Regions from separate parts of the Anas platyrhynchos genome. Here region 2 is linked to region 1. A link is a contact called in public Hi-C data. All regions are on one chromosome and are shown on one strand. Each heading gives the region's core, a stretch centred on a gene start, on an enhancer-like site or on the middle of the called end of the contact. The rest is flanking DNA. Distances are from core to core; before and after follow the strand shown. Region 1 overlaps POLA1 (DNA polymerase alpha 1, catalytic subunit). Region 2 overlaps POLA1 (DNA polymerase alpha 1, catalytic subunit).

Region 1 (7,036 bases), core at 2,529-5,028:
CAGCTTTCCCCTATTTTATTTTTTTATTTTTTTTAGGATCAGTGAGAATTTTCCCACTGTAGGAGTACCAAAACTAATTCAATTTGTATGTATATATATGTCAGCACAATACACTTTTGGCAAGTGGCAGCTTTTATACTCTTCCATCCTTGGTTCAACAAGACATTTTTTTTCCTAGATGAAGCATTTCAGCCCCCTAAAGTCAGCCCAATCTTGTTAGAAGTCAGAAGCATCGTTCCATGATTTACATAAAAGCATTCCCATTGAACTCAGCAGTAACTGAGAGATACAGTAAATGGGTTCCAGATAACATTTAAATAGCTTTACTAATTACACCACACAGTAACATGATCCCATAACTCAAATCCCCAGAATAACCATCTAGAACATTAAAGGGAAAAGAAAAGTCAGTACGCAAAGGAATTTAATAAATAAATAAAACATTCAGCATAAAGGAGGTAATCTAAACTAATTAGATGCCATAATGATCTTCTCACAATCTGTTAGAGGTGAGTAGTAGTTAATAACTTCACAGATTTCCTTCAATCCTTTAACAAGGAAGGAATGACAGTTTCTAAATCATTATTGCTCTGTCATCCTGGACCGCTGCCAAGAACGTGGAACTTCAGGACACCTGTCAATTAACTCATTCCTACTGAAGGCAGGCTCATCGTCAGCCTTCAAATCTATTAAAAATTAGTGATTAAAAGCAATCAGATCACAAGCCATGGCAAAATTAAAACTGGAATTGGTCTCTTGAAGGACAACAGTCTTCGACAACAGAACAGAGTTGTCTCACTGAATTAACTATATACATATTTTGGAAGATGAACTACATGATGTAATAGACCTTTTTCCATCTCTAGCACCTGTGGTATATAGTGGTACATGCCAAAATGACTGGCCACCTGATGGACAATTGTGTGTAAGAGTCAGATCTAAAGCTTTTCTCTAATCAAAGCTTTCTGCAGGGGTTCTCAGTCTAAGTACAGGCTTCTCATTGATTTTTCTTTTCCTCTAGGATGACTACTTTTAACTGTAAGTTGGAAAATATAAAGTTATGCATTGAAGCAAAAAAAAAAAAAAAAAAAGAGGTATAATATATATTAAAACATCAAGACAAGTGAGCTATTATGACTTAAAGAAACTGATAGATTTCTGTGCCAATACAGAAATGATATTTGCCTAAGTTAAAAGATACTAATTATGCTGAGTTCCGAGAGAGACAGGGAGAGGGAGGGGATGAAATTGAAGTTCTTGCATGAAAACCAAAACATCAGCTGTCATTGCCTCATAGCCAGGGAGTTCAAAAAAAAATCAAAGTCAAGGAAGTCCTAGGTTCAGCAAGTGAAATTCCAATCAGAACAAAACTAATGGGAAGTCTGCAAAACACTTAGAAAACTGAGTTGAGATTTCCTTGTGGTTTTGTGTCAGTCTTCCATGCGTTAATTCCAAATTAAAATACAAGAAAGCCTTTGATAGATGGGTATCCCAGTAACATAAAAAGCACCAAGGAAGAACAGTGAACTAACACCAGAAAACATTCGCTACACTAAAGTCAATCAGAGAAAAGAGGAAGTTAACCCTTAGTGTATCAGCTGCGGCACTGCCTAACAGAATGAGGACATAAAGAAAACAACTAAGAACACCAAACTGAAGGGGGAAAGCTGCCCATGGAAACAATGATTACCTTAGGGTAATTACCCTTTTTCTGGACAACTGTTCTGCAGGTTCCCTTTACTTGAACAAAAAGCTGTTTGTACCTGGAGATCTTCTGCATCACAATCACAAACCTTTCTTACGCAGGTCTTCCAGGAAACGTGACCTTGAACTTCAGCAAAGCAGCTCAGCACACAGTCCCGCTCTCCTGATAACTTCCATTCATTTAAACCCACCAATTTCTGGTCCATTCCACGAACAAGGCAAGCAATTATAAAGAAAGCATTAACTTAAGGAGGCTTAATCAATCTGAGATGAATCAGTGAAGCAACTGTTTGGCTACAACTGTCTACTCCTATCTCAGTAGGACTCGGAAACTTTGGTGATTTTTTTTACGTCTTAAAAAACAACATACAGAGCTTCCCAACGTCATTACCCAAATTTTAAGTGTTTCTCCAGTCTCATGTAATCACCAAGCCTAGCACAAGCTCAGCTAGATATGGCTGCTGGGAGGTAGTACCTGCAGTAAGGTTCAAATGACAACCTAAAAAAATATTTTTTTTCCCCATAAGACTGTCAGTTAGAACTATGAAAACACAAAAGACTAGACATGAGAAAGATAAAGGGAGCTGTATTTTTTTTTTTAATTTTGCTAAACCAAGTGTTAAAATGGGATTTTTAGTTGCTCAAATCAGCAAATGCACGCAAGTATCAAATTGTAGACCAGATATCAACACATATAATCTAACCCTACTCCCTGAAACCTTACCCAGTAAGTCTGATAAAGGGCATAGCCTGAAGCTGAAGACAACACTACCACCAGCAACACCTCCTGCATTATATTATGTAAAGCCCCTGGAATGAAAATAAAGAGAGCAAATGTAGGTTAGGCTTTCACATGCATTTCAACCATTTATCAAACTCTAAAATTTGGAGGGGATTTATTTCATTCATTATTCATTTCAGTGCTTTGGCACTGCCTCCTCTCTTCTGCAGAGGAAGTCTGAAGAAATTAGTTTAGTCTATAGGCCTGACTTACAGCTTTCTTTGCGTCAAACCTTGCCTACCTACATTAAAAAAGTCTGCATCAAGTAACACATCTCACCTTGCTGAACTATGTCTAGCTTTCAAGAACCCTTTGTTCCAAGCAGAATTCTTGATGTCACGTATCAGAACATCCTGTATTCTAACAAGTGTGCTGTACCAACAGCAGTAGAAACAGTCTGCCTCCCACAGATAAACAGAGGTCTTGAACAAACCACCTCATCTGAGAATAGCATAAGCTGTTCATGTACATCTTCTAAATTAAGCCAATGAATCCTGGTATAGGCCCAGCAAAAGGCCATACATGCAAGAGACCACAGGACAATCTATGCAGCAAAACTGACCTTCTAATAACGTGCATTTCACAACAGAGAGCTTTTGCACAGTGGGCAACGTTCCCAGGAAATACACGTGAATGCTGGTTGTGAGATCAAAGTGTCACATTTTTGAGAACAGTATGAATATTTAAGTCTTGTGGGAAACAGACACTTCAGTTAGATCATTTTTCTATACTCTTAGGAGTACAGGAGTGCTTGAAAAGGAAAATGGATTTTCTCCCTTAATTTGACGTCTCATATTCTGAACATTTTATTAGCATCTAGTTATCTAAAACCATGGTTTCTAGAATAGGCCGAAGTCCAATTTAAGATAAATGAGTGAGGCAATAATATCCTGAAGCACAACTTCTGTTAAGTCTCAAAAACCCAAATATTTTATGGCAAGCTACCAACGCACTAAGAAAACACATACTGCAGAGACTTACGGTGCTAACAAATACACAGGCTAGAGAAAAAATTAAACAGCAGTTAGCACTGGTATTCCTCCAACCTTAATAGTGGGTATTAGAAAACGTACTTATTTGAAAATGGAACTTAATCAGTTTACAAATGGAGCTGTGTTGTTGCAAAAGCAGACATCTTCAGGGTGGAGCTCCTGTGCTCCTACATACCTCTTCTATGAGGCATCTCCATGCCTGTACTCAGAGAAAAGAACCACAAAAGATGTTTTTTTTTTTTGAATCTCATAATTCCTACAATATTATAGGCAGGATGAAATTATTTCTTCAGTTATTCTAAAGCCAAAGTGTGGCAAACTCTCTGAATTCACATATGCCCACCATTTTATGGCATACGCGAGTCCTTCCTGTTGCCACTGGATGTGGACAGACATTTCCACCTCTCCTAATCCTGAGGGACCAGCTCTCACCCAACACACGTGGCTCCTACAAGGGCACGTACTGCTACATTTCAGATACTCTGAAAAATATGCCAGAGTCCTTGCTCCTTAAAGTCTCCTCATACCCCGGCTCTCAGTTTTACCACGATTTTGAGTGAGGAGTATCTTGCTGTTACCTAGGCAGCCACGTTAAGATTCAAGCAAAAGCTGTATCTTTTGGCAACACGGGAACAAAATGCAAGATAGGAAACCATAAGAAGAAATAAAAGTACAGGAGGAGGAAAAACACAAACAAATAAAAACCCCAAGTGTTCATCCTATTAACACTAATCCTACAGTTTCACAGTCAGGTGTGAGCAGGAAAAAGGCTGGTGATGCTTGACCCCTTGTATCTCATACTGGGTCTGCCCCCAATTTCTGACCTCCTCCTTTCTATCAGCTCTAAGAGCATGCAGTGAGTCACTGAGTCATTGATCCAACAAAAATCAATTTGGTTTTCCCCTAGAGTTAGTTTTCAAGTCAGACCACCAGGCTGATCCAACTCACCATGTGGCCATGCAATTGCTAGAACCCATCCATGGAAATCAGCAGTCAGGAAGTGAAAGGCACCACACCTCCGGTGACAGCACAATCGTAAAATAAGCAGCCGCAAAAAATAAAGCCTCTGTATCCCTCCAACTTGCTGTACCTCTCACATCTGATCAACCTTCCTCAACATTTCTAAGTGAACATCCATTGCATAAAACCTTTCTGTTCGTTAAAGAACACCACCCAAAAATAAAATAAAATGAAAACTCTCCTTCAAGCTGATTTCCTTCTCACACTGAATATTCTGGCCATGGTTTTTAATTGAAATATTTCATTTCCTCTCTTTGGAGATACAGAAGTCTTTATCAGACCAGATGCCATCTCACGCACTTGACTTAAAATAATAATATTCAATTTCAACAAATGTTAAGATGTTCCACAATTTTTCTACTACTTGGCACTCAGTTTGCATTTTCAGATTGTAAGCAGCCTTTCCCTCAAAATGTCTATTGTAACTTGCTTTGGATATTAGCATGCAGAAGAATGTACACAGCTTTTCTACTGGCTCACAATTGCATAGATAACGATCAATTTAACAATAGTGAGCACTGGTTTGACACCAACAGCTTCCATTTCGGGACACTGCAACAACTTCGCGCTACTTCTCGGAAGATTTCAGTTTGTCATTTCTATATTTAAAAGCAATTAAGAAACTCTTTGCCTAGACTTTTGTTACCAAGTTCTAAGTCTTCCAAAAATGTAACGCTGATAATGTATTCCTTGTTTAAATATAGATGGCATGCTTAGATGAGAATTTCGGAGGCTCCTTTCCCTCATCTAACATTCCCGTTTCTTCCATGCTACTACATGGAAGAAACCAGGTACCTGACAATTGCCCCACTCACATGACAGTTTATGCAGTCTGCTTAACAAAGGCTGTAGAAGCTATTAAGAGAAAGAACATGATGATCAATTTACCTGGATGAACAAGACTTGGAAAAAAAAAAGCACAGATGCCTGGATTTATTTTTATTTTTTTTTACACAATACAATTACAACAGACAGCCATTAGCCTGCTTACCTACCCTTCCTTATTTTTTTATTTTACTTTAAGTGAGCTCATCTTTCTCCACTTTGTCTTTCTCCTCCCTCATCCTTTCTTTTCCCAGACTGCTGCAATAACATGCTTTTATTCATTCCTTTTGACTGCCAGGGCCTTAAACTAATTATTAATTGAGAATGTATCTAAGGATCTCAATGAGAAAGTTGGAATTAGCCCAATTGCCTTTCTCCCCCTTCTATTTTGCATACTGTAACAGCAGATCTACCTGTTAGCTTGGCTGAAAACAGCAAATGTGTGATTTTCCTTTCAAAAGCAAGTTTGGTGGCGACATGGGCAAAAATGCGTAACAATGAAAACCAATGTAGAAAAATTAAAGGCCATGGTTTTGAGTGATAGCCATTAGCAACCACCCTGTCTACAGATAAAACTGTCTCAATAACTTTGCTGTCCTGTAAGAAAATCCTGCAGTAGAGGGCATCCTCAGTTTGGGAAATCAGACAACTGACACTTCATCAAAAGACTTGTCCTTTAAAGAGGCTAGAAAGGCATGACCTTACACTGCCTGCTAGTGCAGGGCTGGCTGGCTGTACAACACCAACTCATCTTGTTTCCAGTTGTTAAATTACATTAAAGGACATCTAAAAATATATTAAATATTTTCCTATTACTTTTCCATGCAAGCAACTGCTGTCGTTACAACAAGAGCAATGCCCAGGCAAACGCTTAGTAACAGAGAAGGGGGCAGGGGAAGCCCAGAATCCTTCTAATGAATCTTTCTAATCACTCTCGATCAATAACGTATCGTTTGGATTACAAATACAGAATTTTTTTTTTTAATCTTTAAATTTGTTGTAAGAACAAGAACTGAGATGTTTCTAACAATCAAAATAGGAGAACATTTATTTCTTCCGAAAAGGTAAAATGGATCTGAGCTATGGTTTTAACTCCCCCATCCTAAATTTTTGCTCATTTTTTTCTTCAAAATACATTGATAATTGCCCTGTCTACTTTTGATATACAATACATTAAATTCAGAGAAATTTCACATTGACACAACCCCACCTTCCCTGCTGGAGATTACCCACAATTGAACAAATAAACAAACAAACACAGAAGACCCATCTGAAAAAAAAAACACACATATATAGCCAACATTTAAAACACTTTGTGACAAAAATGAAAGCCTTAATTGATTAATGATCTCAAGGTCTCTATCGCCATCTAGTGAAAAATCCCTTCCATTACTACACTACCCAGATAAAACATACCTCCTTCAAAGGAATGAGTGAGGCACACCAATTGCTCTTCTAGATCCAGCCTATGTATGACCGGAGCTGTAAGACTTTCGTATGTTCCTGCTGCATGTTACAAGGTAAATAAAGTTCAAGCACTATCACATATCTCACTAAGGTTGACTGATGACAGCTGAGCTCTTAGGGGAAATTTTGTCAAAGGTTTACAGATGACCCTGCCCTAGCACTGTGATCTGACTTTATAAATGCCACTTTTCCTATGTTGCATTTAACAATTCTGCTATTACATTAACATGAACATGTCATACACTAA
Region 2 (6,136 bases), core at 844-3,343, 37 kb before region 1:
CTGGATATTGAAACTATATCTCTTTTGCTAAGAAATTTATATGCTTTGATTCTATAAAAAGCAAACAGAATGAATGGTCAGAGAATGGACCACCATTTATTGGCATGAAAATAAATGACAAGAGGCAATAGGATCCAATTGAAAGAGTAAAAAATACTGGAAGAAACACAAAAGAGAAACGCCACTCAGAGGCTTAGAGTATATATTCAATTCTTCTCCAACTCAAAACAGAAATATGAGGGAAAAATAAATAGATTTGGGAAGGTAATTAAACTATGAACAGTGTTTGCAGAGGAATTAAGTATCAACTCTAAAAGGATTGTACTCTTCAGTAGAATGCAACTTATTACCAGTCCACAACTACACTAGGAAACTGTATTTCTAATGTATGTCAAAATCCTACAGCAGAACTTACAGTAGGATTTTATCAAGTATTCAGGAATACAAGTAAACCTTGAAGGGGTGGGGGAAGGAGACCAAAATGTATTTTTTGCTAAGTATACAGTCCTCTTGCCTTTCTCACAGCTAAATAAAAGTTAGCATTAACACGACACCTTCCTTTTGCAGATAAGGCAAGATACCAGCTTCTACAGGGTCAGCAACCATGGACTGAAAATCCATCACTAAAAAAGACAGACTGCAAGCCATTGGTCCCTCCTACTCCTTTCAGACAACTCAGTATTCAGAACAAAATTAATTTAGGACTATTCAGCTCATCCAGCTGCTTTGCTAAAATAATTGTAATGCAATTCCTTCAGCTCTCTTCTTTCAACAAGTACATTCTTCTCTTGCATTGTGTCATTGCTCAGCCGTACCCAGGGCCCAGCTCTCCTAAGTCTTGGCAGCTTCTTCATACCAGGATAAGTACTCTCAATTAAGTCAAAAACAATATGTTTCAGTTTTTAAAGATAAAGGAGATGAAATAGGGATATGTTGTAGCGTTCACAAGCCCGTCAGTTTTGCATAAGAGATCCCTTGGCTCATTTAATCCAACTCAGTTTTTATATTTTTAAGCAAATCCAAACTAGAGTATGTATTCATGAAATAACAATATCCAAGTCACTCACATCAGTACCTAGCTACTAAGAGGTCCACATTTCATAAACACATTTAAACACCTGAAAGACAATGATACCAAGCATCCAAAAATCAAGCAGTGGAGTTTTTAAAACATCCATGACTCTGGAGCATCCCTCTGCTGTGTAACAGCAGGTAACATGCTGACATACATTCCACATGTGTCACCTACATTTTTTAATGTTTCCTTAGCACACGCAGTAGACAGCGCTGCCTAAGGAAGGACACTAATTACTTCCAGTCTTCAGCAGCAGAACTTAGCCTGCTTCCTTTTAAATGAGCACAGACACAGCAAAGTATTTTCAGGCCAGGTTACTTCACACGGAAGCGCTAATAAATATTAAGCAGATGGTCAAACACATGGTAAGATGACTAAGAACAGTGTACTGGTATTAAATTAAAATAAAAGGCCTACTGGATTTTATTGTAACAACTGTATTTCCCAGGAGAAGCAGAATTTACCAGCAGTCAGAGAAGATGACAAGGAAATAAAGCTGACTCACTCAAGCTTCATTTAGCAGAAAGCAGCCTCAAGTAATTCCACACTTCCCTACAGAACTCCATCAGGTGAGCTTACCAGCAGAGGGAAAGAAACTATGCCAGTTTTATGAGCTGAAAAACACTAACGACAATAAAGAACTTCCAACTAAAAAGCAAATCCAAAATGTTCTCCAACTAGTTCTATAGAACTCCAAGCAAGCTTTCATCAACAGAGGGCAGGAACTTTCTTATGAGTTTTATACCTGTGGAGGTTTTTATTTTTCTCCAGTTCACGCTCAAGATCAGAGTAACAAGAATGCTGTGGAGAAGTGGCTGGAAAGGCACAGTGATGTCAACGATAATGAGAGGGGAATGGGTTAAAAGCTTCCATGCTTCATGTAGAAGGGTGCCGTAATCCCTTCCCACTTGCATGTGGAAAGGAGCGTGGCACATTCCTCCCACTGCACCGCACACCCAAACACACTTAGGCCATGTTCCTAAGGGCATTTTTGAACTCCTTCCAGCAGCTTAGCTTCAGAGTAAAGGAACGTGACTCAATGTCAGACTTGGGCTCTTCAAAGAGTCACAGTACATGCAACACAGTATACACACATATTTGGGAGTTTCTTGTAGTATTTTGGGGATTGGAAGGAGCTGGTGACTCAATTTCCAAAATCTTCACAGAAGAAAAAAAGCTAAGGTTATCATGTTGAATCAGCAAAGTGAATGACTGGTATGGGGTTATAGACAAAAATAATTCTCAGATGCATGAACAGAATAATTTAATGAAATTTGTAAAGTGGAATTAAATGTATATTTGACACTGATACACTATCATACTTAGATAGTGCATCTCCCCATCCCAAAAGAAAGCCCCACAAAAATTGTCAACAGCCCAGAAAAAAGGAAGTATGTCTCAGTGCAAAGCAGTTCAAAAAAAAAAAAAAACACAAACAAAAAAACAACCACTTCACTGTTCTGGCTGTCACTAAGATGATGTCATCTTAGGAAGTTGTAAAACCATTTACAGGATAAACACCTGAAAACAGAAGGCTCCTCAAATTCCCTGGTCTAACCCACAGTCATTGAATCTGGCACCGCATCTATGAACTGGAAAGACACAGGCTGAGACTGGAACAACAATATTTAACTGCCACCACCAAAGAGTTTTGCAAAAATGACAGGTTCTTCGCCACCAGAACTGTTTTTCTCCTTAAAACAAAGGTTGGATGCATTCTTTAAAATTAATTAGTAATAATTAAATACTAACAAAAATGTGGGGAAATTTTAAGCCATTATATGGAAATGACCAGATGAGCTGAACTGATCATGCCTGTTTTTCCTGACCCTATAAAACCAAATCTATCATAGAGAACTGTTTTAAACTACAATGTAATCTCACTGCAAACAAGCAAACATCAAAACATTTTTCCAGGAGTTGGTTTTCATTGTCATCTCTCAAAACAGTATCTAGCATTCAGCTATCAATAAAGACATTTTTACCTGACAAATGATATATGACACTGTATCTCCTGCCTTCACCTTTCGGCCTCCTTGAGAGTTTATCCACATGGCAACATGCACATGTGGTAAGCTTTTTTTGTCAGGATAATCCTGTGGATCTTTTGTCAAGGCCTAAAAGATCAAAGGAGAAAAGAGAGACATAACTGTGAGAAAAGTATTTTACCTCAGTGATGGACAACTCACAACTTTAAGAGACAAGACTACATGGTAGCCATCTTCATCTACCTACTATCCACTTGTACATTTGCAATATGAAAAAAAAAAAGACATAATAGAGATATAATGCAATCGTTTTCAATTTGAACTAATTGAAGTTGAAAACATTACACAAAATAGAAAAACAGAGCCAGACATTTCACCTTTAGCCCTGCAGCAGTTCAGGTTATAAAGCAGATCTGATTATTAAGCAGGTAAGTGTATTTTAACAAGCTCTGTATCAAATGACTGCATTTAAACATTTCCATGCATCTCGTACTACTGAGATTTAACTCAGTAAGCTGTATATAAACTGTATTGCTATATTTAAATATTTACCCTTATCCTAATTCTTAAAAACAACTTACACATTCGACTAAATAGGGAAATACATAAATTATCTCAGAATTAGTAAAACAGGAAAATTCTGCATTTAAAAGTGAAAACTATTCCATAGGTATTATTGGGACACTAAGTACTGTGACAATATTTGCAGTAAGAAGTGTGTAAGAAATGGATGACAAAATTTTTACATAAACCATAAAACCCACTGTTTTATCTAACAGTCTGATGACAACCTGAACACATTTCTTAACTGATTTATTAACACTGTCTTACAGAACAAATGACCAGCTGGCAAAAGAAAGACACTCTAGATGAAGTAAATTTAGGATATCTGTTTCACAGAACCATGAGAGGAGCATATAATACCCCATTTATTAATCAAACACCCCTGGCAAGTGGGAGAATTTTGAAGACCAAAATATAAGTTTAATTGAGGATTCATAAAAATAAACCAAAAACATACTTTTTGCTAAAAATCCTGTAGATAAAGCAGAGTATTTCACTTCTTGCTGTAGTAAAGTCTTGAGTAAGATCTCTAAGCGAGTATTAGTTTCCTTCTATGGAGCTTTAAAAGGAAACAAACTGACAACACTATGCTTTTATATGGGTTTTCTATAAAACAGAACACTTGGTTCTTTTCATCGTTTTCTTCTGTTTAAGTATTTTCAACCAGAAATACAAAATAATGATTTGGGAGAAAACTTTTGAAAGCACAGCCTTTCCCGTAATTGTCAAAGTCCAGAACCAGTGGACAGGAGAGCAGGATGGGACATGAGACAGCTATTATTCTGAGAAAGCAAGACCAGCTTACAGCTCAACAAGGTGTTTTCACTTATATTGTAGGATCTCCGCAGTATGTTCTATGCTATTCGGTATCTCACAGAGCAGGATACCAATCCTAGGAATTTTCAGAACAGAAATTATTCTGTAATTCTGTTCTCTCATTGGGAGTATGTAGTCAAGCTTTTGCATACAACAGTAAACACTGTGCTGACAGCCAAGACGAAACATCAGTGAAAAAGAGCAGTATAAATACAATAAAAATAAATAAAACTACTGTTTAAAATAGAGAGGGTTTCTAAATATATATAAAAAACACACAATAAGCAGCTAAGGAGAACAAACACACAGGAAAAAACAAATTGTCAGACAGCAGCAGACTTCAGATTGCTTGAAAAGATGCCCCCCATAGGAAACAACAATTAATATGCGTGCACAGGTTTTTATTTTGTGGTAAATAAGTTTAATTTGTTATACAAGAGATCCACATAGTAGCTATGTACTGAAAGAAGTCTATGCCCTTTGCACATACAGACAGGTTGGAGAGAAGCCCTAAGGCCAAGTCCAACCATTAACTTAGCACTGCAAAGCCTACCGCTAAACCATTTCACAGCATCATAAGGATTAAAAAGATCTTTATCAGGAGTCAGTAGCAGGAACAGTAAAGCTTCCTGAGACACAAAAGAGCTGAAACTTCATTTACCTTGTTTATTTCATACTGATTTACTGGGATCCGGCCATTCATCACGTTTTCTCCAATTTCTATAAGCCGCCTTTGAATGTTTTCCACAATTATGTCTCGGGGCTGATCAGAAAGAATCTGACCAATTACATAGCTGCAAAAACAGTTCAGAAATCAAGAAAAGCTTAAAACACGCAAAACCATTACAGCAAACACATTCCTCCCTTCCCATGGGTTACCTCTACAAGTTAAGGAAACTGAGGATGAAGTCTGATCCAAAATTTATAGCAATTTGCCTGGATATATATTTTCTGTTGTGTTTTATTTTATTTATTCATTTATTTTACTAAGCAAATTATTGTAAATAGTTCTAATGTTAAACGGTGGTCTGGAATTGCTGAGTCCAACTAGATTCCATTTTCTGTTCCATTTTGCTTTGCCATTTATTATTGCAAAGCAGGTATCTGAAATGGGGGAACCGAGGAGAAGAGAGAAGAGAACACACAAAGTTAAAGCAAGCAAAGTCTTGCCTATTTCTGTAAAATGTGGTTGGGAAGATCTGCCAGCTGCAGAAGAGTTAGTCACTAAAGAACACTCTCAAACATTTGTATAGCTTTAATTACTAATACATTCCTAACTTGGAAAATTTTGCTTCTATTATGATGCGTCTTTTCTTAGAAAATGCAAGTCTTAAGAACAGTAAGCAAGTGTGTGGTGTATTTTTACAAATGTAAAAAAGTACTCATTTTTAGATGCATTTGGACCACAATTTAAGTTTTCAAGAGGCAGCATGCAACGTAAGTTGAGTCAGTCCCTTGATGACCATCTCTCCATCCACTCCAGGGCGATTTTTCCTACATTGTTAAAAGTATTATCTCCACTGAAGTTGAGCATAAAAATGTCCTGTGCAATAATTCATAAATCATCAATCCACTATCCATCATAATGTAGTATCAGAAAAGCTTCATTTGAAAAATGGAAGACAAACAGTCCTATGGAAAGCTATCTTCTCTCTTGTACACTTTGGACTGCTTTCTTAGAGGATGCTGAGAC

Evidence for each region. A called contact is a pair of places that touch in the nucleus more often than the background predicts.
Region 2: a Hi-C map of liver shows a contact between it and region 1, with 2.8 times the contacts expected there. The contact joins two enhancer-like sites. A contact is called at or near these places in 3 of 8 Hi-C or Micro-C datasets (liver, skeletal muscle and small yellow follicle).

Annotation. Positions count from the first base shown.
Region 1 is chr1:116,781,198-116,788,233 of IASCAAS_PekinDuck_T2T, reverse strand. The region is part of intron 26 of POLA1 (DNA polymerase alpha 1, catalytic subunit); the gene reads right to left. Among named protein-coding and RNA genes, the nearest start is that of POLA1, 40 kb to the right of the region's middle. Within about 2 kb of position 3,778, at least 1 of the 8 cell types and tissues checked has an H3K27ac peak or open chromatin away from gene starts, as enhancers often do.
Region 2 is chr1:116,817,213-116,823,348 of IASCAAS_PekinDuck_T2T, reverse strand. It overlaps POLA1 (DNA polymerase alpha 1, catalytic subunit), which reads right to left. Exons shown (of 37, transcript XM_027449032.3): 30 at 5,105-5,237; 31 at 3,061-3,192. Among named protein-coding and RNA genes, the nearest start is that of POLA1, 75 kb to the right of the region's middle. Within about 2 kb of position 2,093, at least 2 of the 8 cell types and tissues checked have an H3K27ac peak or open chromatin away from gene starts, as enhancers often do.